2 separate regions of the Bos taurus genome follow, and region 2 is linked to region 1. The links are chromatin contacts, called in public Hi-C maps. All regions are on one chromosome and are shown on one strand. Each heading gives the region's core, a stretch centred on a gene start, on an enhancer-like site or on the middle of the called end of the contact. The rest is flanking DNA. Distances are from core to core; before and after follow the strand shown. Region 1 holds the start of RPP40 (ribonuclease P/MRP subunit p40). Region 2 holds the start of CDYL (chromodomain Y like).

Region 1 (2,700 bases), core at 66-2,565:
ACCACCAGCCACGGTGGGCAGCACTCTTCAGAGCTCCTTGTGAGTCAGCTTGTTTGCAGGCCCCCGAGTCCTCTGCACACGCGGGACAGGGTCCTGATCCCAAACTCCACCCCCTGACACCTGGAGGAAAATGGAGCTGTCCAGAGTGCTGGAATCGCTGAGCCTGGACGGAGCCCTGTCCAGCCCGAGGGGCTGTGCCCTACAGGCCCGGAGCACACAAGGGCTAGAGCCCCAGCTTCAGGAGGAGCCTGATCCAGGCCCAACAGGAGGGCGGTGGCTCCTCTGCCCTCCTCACGAGCTGGAGCGCAGACGGGGAGCGAGGCCTTCGGGCTGAACACCTGCTGTCTTCTGCAAACCCACCTTAAACTGGCACTAGCACCACTTGGGAAGCCCAGACTTGCACATACTTATCTTCTAAATTGGGCTTTCCAGGTGGCTTAGTGGTAAAGAGTCCACCTACAATTCAAGAGATGTGGGTTCGATCCCTGGGTCAGGAAGATCCCCTGGAGAAAGCAATGGCCACTCCAGTATTCTTGACTGGGAAATCCCACGGACAGAGGAGCCTGGCAGGCTACAGTCCATGGGGTCGCAAAAGAGTTGGACATGACTGAGTACTCATGCATCCATGCATCTTCTAAATTATTTAACTTCTCTTCTTCCAAATCTTATAGTAAAATTGATGCTCCAGAACGTTGTACCACAAATATTCTATTGTTGTGCCTTCTCTCTGCATAGAATTGGGCTGTGCAGATTCCAGTTTGAGAAGTGTGTAGTAGTATAGTACTTGGAGTTGGTCAGAAAGATTAGATGGAAAAACGAATTATCACTGTAACTTCCAATAGCAACAAATTATTAAAAGCGGTTCCAAAAGGCTATTTTTCTTTCTTTCTTTTTTTTTTGGTTGCGCCCACTTCTGGGATCTTCATTGCCCCAACCAGGGATTGAACCCTGGCTCCAGCACTGAATACTAACCCCTGGATGGCTAGAGAATTCCCCAAAAGGGTATTTTTAAAAGAATCTTAAAAGTGGTTCTGAAGGACTCTTAAGGAGTCCTATTGAAGGTATTAGACACAAACCTCCTTGACAGTTTGGGAAGGGGCAACCTGGGGCCCAGAGGAGGGAGTCTGGCCAGGGAATTCATTCCGGGCAGTGCACCTTTCCTATATCCGTCAGAGAGCTTCGGCTGAGGTTCCGGAGGCCTAGCCCCGCCCCCAGCGCTAGCCCCGCCCCTATCCGGGCAGCCTCCGCACGTGCGCCCTGCCGGCACTGCGCACGTCCGCGGGGAGAGGGAAGGGGCGGGGCGAGCCGAGCCTGGAGGGTCTGCGCGGGCAGAGCATGGCCACGTTGCGCCGGCTGCGAGAGGTGCCCCGGCACCTGCTGGTCTGCGAGAAGTCCAACTTCGGCCATGACAAGTCGCGCCACCGGCATCTCGTGGAGACGCACTATTACAATTACAGGGTGAGTCCTGGCCCTGGGTCCGCGAATCGCGCACCCTCCCTCCCGCGGGCGCGGGAGGCTGGGGGAGAACCGGGCTCTGCTCCGGGAGCCCGCCCTCGTCGCGCGGAGGGGCGGGGCGGGGCCCCTCGCTCGGCATGCTGGGAGTTGTAGTCTCTCCGTGGTTCCAGGCTCGTGTGTTAGCTCGCTTCAGGACCACAAGTCCCAGGGTGCACCGGTGCGGGGCGGTGCTCCGCCGTCGAGGGCGGGGCAGGGTTCACGGGGCCTCTAGTCTCTTACTGTGGCCTGGCCCCGCCCCAGGCGTGCTGCGTCCCGGGGACGGGGCCGGGAGGCGGGGCGGGGCCGGGAGGCGGGGCGGGGCCGGGAGGCGGGGCGGGGCCGGGAGACGGGGCGGGGCCGGGAGACGGGGCGGGGCCGGGAGACGGGGCGGGGCCGGGAGACGGGGCGGGGCCGGGAGACGGGGCGGGGCCGGGAGACGGGGCGGGGCCGGGAGACGGGGCGGGGCCGGGAGACGGGGCGGGGCCGGGAGACGGGGCGGGGCCGGGAGACGGGGCGGGGCCGGGAGACGGGCCGGGGCGGGGCGGCCTCTCTCCTTCCCAGCCGCTGACTTCTTGCGCCCGCGCGTGTCTCCGGAGCGGCGAGCCCAGACACGTCCGGGAGCTGCTTGCTCCTCTAAACGGCTTGCGGGGGCTAGTTTGATCCCCGAAAAGCTTTTTCTTCTGCCCGCTGCTCTCCGCCTTGTCCATCCAGAGCGCCAGGGAGGCATTTGGGCAGCTTTTGGCAGAAATTCGCCTCGGCGGCCTTGCCCGCAGCGATGTTTGCTGGTGTTCTCTGGAAGTGTCGCCCGCCCCGGGGCCCTTTTCGCGGCTGAGGCGTCAGTGGGGTTACTGACTGGACCTGCTGAGAGGAGGAGACACGCGCTGACTCCCGGGCAGTGTCTGCTGGGAAGGCTTCACCGACCCGTGCACGTGGGGAGGGCTCCAGACTAGACCTTGAAATGGAAGCGCGTGAAGCCTCACACTTTTAAGCTGATCAGCCTAATCCCAACTCAGGCCTCACTGGCCAGTGTCTCAGACACAAGTGGCGACCCCGGTTAGTGTCCCCGCTTTGGGAGAGTGGCCTTTTTCAAGGTGTGGAGCAGCCGGGCACCGCTTGAAACCTGTCGGGTTGAACGTCTCTGCTCTAGATGGGTAGCTCTTCACAGACAGCCGTCTGGGAGGTGCGCCGTGTCCTCCAGCCCACGTG
Region 2 (2,700 bases), core at 177-2,676, 140 kb after region 1:
AGACTCTAGTTCAGTTCCTGGGTTGGGAAGATCCCCTGGAGGAGGAAATGGCCACCCACTCCACTATTCTTGCCTGGAGAATCCCATGTACAGAGGAGCCTGGTCGGGTTGCAGTCCACGGGGTCGCAAAGAGTGGACACGACTGAACCCAAATGACCCAAGACAGCATCGTGAATACAGTAGGGGGCAGCCAATGTGTAAAGGACTTGAACAGAATGGCACACTTTCAGTGCCAGCTAAGGTACAATGACCACGTACAATGTGGGGCAGACCACGGATTCTACGGAAGGCAGCCTCCTCCAGAGAACTTTTGCACAAAAAGTTGCTAGAAGGCCACCACGGATGGCAACACACAGCCGCATGCTGTGCCAAGGGCGGTAACGCACCGGCAAGCGAGGACACCTCGGAAGGCTCAGCCGGTTGTTATTAAGCGATCGCGGGGGGCCAAAGGAGCTCTACCCGTTACAGACGCTTCCTTACGTCCCTAAACATCCAGGTCTCTGAACGCATCGGAGGTGAACCCACCGAGTATCTACAAGTGAAGTCTCTTACGAAGCTGTATTTACAAACACGCACCCGAAAGCACAGAGTGCTCTCCAAGCGTCTGCACTCCCCAGGAAGTCGACTTTGCAACGAGTCAAGAAGTTACATCGGGGCGCACAAGACACGCCTGGAGATCCAAACCGACAACCGCACCGCTCCAAGTCGACGCTGGCAAACCCTCGGCCCAGAACTCGCGGTTCCGACGGGAGCCCCCTTCTCGAAGCTCGCACCACCGCGGCGCAAAAATGAATGACGGTTGGATCCGCGTTAGGTTTAAATTTCCTGGCTCCGGTCACAATACCAAACCTAATTAGAGCATGCGGTCAACGCTCGGCCCTCTCGGCGCGGTGTCGGGCAGCGCTCGGGCCGGCAGCAGAGTCGGGAGACAGTCGCACTCGTCCTCGCGCCCCCCCACCCCCCAACCACGCAGGCGAGAGCCCCCCACCCTGGAGCGCTCGGCCGGGCGCCCCCGCGCCCAGCCGCCGGCTCTCCGGCCCCGTCCGCGCTTCGGCCCGGCGGCCGGGACGCCCCCGGCCCGCAAACTCGGGCGCGCGCGCTTCCGTCCAGCAACCCGCGGCCGGGGCGGGGGCCGGGGGAGGGGAGCTACCTCGTACAGCTCCTCGGAGGCCATGGCGGGCGGCGGGGCGCGCGGCGCGGGGCAGGGCCGGCGAGGCGCCGAGCCGCCGGCGGCCCACACTTTGTTCCAGTCGGGTCCCTGCGTGGCCTGCGCTTCCTGCTCCGCGCGGCGCCGGGCGGGCGGGCGCTCACTCCCGCCGCTGCGGGCCGCCGGCCGGGTCGGTGCGCAGGAGCAGCTGCGCAACGCGCCCTCCGCGCCGCGCTCACTCCGCGGCGGGCCGGCTGGGGCTTGGGCTCATCGCGCCGCCGCGGGGCCGGGCCGGGCTGGGGCGGGCGCGGCGGCGGTGCACGGCGGCGCGCGGGCTCCGCGGCTCCCCCTCTCCGCGGTAGTGCAGAAAGCTTCCTACTTGCGGCCGAAAAACCTGCCCCGGCTACTGAGCATGCCCAGTGCGGCTGCCCGGCCCGGCCGAGCCGCGCTCCGGGTTTTCGGGCCGCCCGCGCGGGGGGGGCGAGGCGGGGCGGCAGGCGGGCGGGGCGGCGCGGGGAGCGGCGGGCCGCGCTGGGGCTCGGCGGCCAGGCGGGCGGGCAGGAAGGGGCGGGGCCTGAGGCGGGGCGGGGCCGCGGGCGGGGGCGGGGCCTGCTCGCCCCAGGGCCCTCCGAGGTCGGGCCGGGCCGCGCGCCCGCCTCGACGTGGGGGGCGTGGCCGCGGCGCGCGGAGGCGGGGCCTGCTCGCCCCAGGGCCCTCCGGAGGTCGGGCCGGGCCGTGCGCCCGCCTCGACGTGGGGGGCGTGGCCGCGGCGCGCGGGGGCGGGGAGAGGGCGGGGACAGCTCGCCCCAGGGACCTCCGGAGGTCGGGCTGGGCCGCGCGCCCGCCTCGACGTGGGGGCGTGGCCGCGGCGCGCGAGGGCGGGGCCTGTAGGCGGGCGTGGCCTGAGGGGGTGTGGCCTGCTCGCCCCGGGGGCCCCCGGAGGTCGGACCCGGCCGCGCGCCCGCCTCGACGTGGGGGGCGGAAGGCCGCGGCTCGCACGGGGGTGGGCACCGGCTGGCCCAAGGTTGGGCTCGGGGCCACGCCGCCCGGCGCCCGCAGCCCGCCGCCCCGACGGCAGTGGCGCGCCGAGCTCGTCCGGGCCGGGCCAGCCAGCCGAGGGCCGGCAGCGTGGCCAGGTGGAGCCCCCGCCCCTCCACGTGCCCGCCTCCCCCGCGGCCGCTGCCAAGACCCGGAGCCGGAGCGCGCGCCCGCTCGGCGGCAGGCTGGGGGGCGGGGGCGGGGGCCGGGGCGGCGCGAGGGCGCGGCCGCCTGCGCCCGGCCCGCAGCTTCCCCCGCGCCGGGCCTCCCTGTTCCTCTAGAGCGCCCGCCTCCCCAGAAGAGGAGCTGGGAGGAGGGGCCGGGCTCCGGGGAAAAGTCTGGGTTCCAAGGGAACGGGGCTGTCAGTCGTGGTTCTGCTGGGCGGGGCGGGGTGGGGACGGCGGGGACAGCTCGGTGACCGGCGATGGGCAGGCTCCCCCTGCACTCGCCGCGGGAGAGGGACATCGTGGACCGGCCCCCTGGGCACACCTGCCGGGACCCTGGATGTCTCCCCA

Evidence for each region. A called contact is a pair of places that touch in the nucleus more often than the background predicts.
Region 2: a Hi-C map of skeletal muscle shows a contact between it and region 1, with 8 times the contacts expected there. The contact joins the promoter of CDYL here to the promoter of RPP40 in region 1. A contact is called at or near these places in 2 of 11 Hi-C or Micro-C datasets (liver and skeletal muscle).

The regions. Positions count from the first base shown.
Region 1 is chr23:49,544,718-49,547,417 of ARS-UCD2.0, forward strand. It overlaps RPP40 (ribonuclease P/MRP subunit p40), which reads left to right and starts at 1,316. Exons shown (of 8, transcript NM_001105402.2): 1 at 1,316-1,458. The coding sequence starts at 1,336.
Region 2 is chr23:49,682,311-49,685,010 of ARS-UCD2.0, forward strand. It overlaps CDYL (chromodomain Y like), which reads right to left and starts at 1,427. Exons shown (of 7, transcript NM_001102223.2): 1 at 1,151-1,427. The coding sequence starts at 1,174.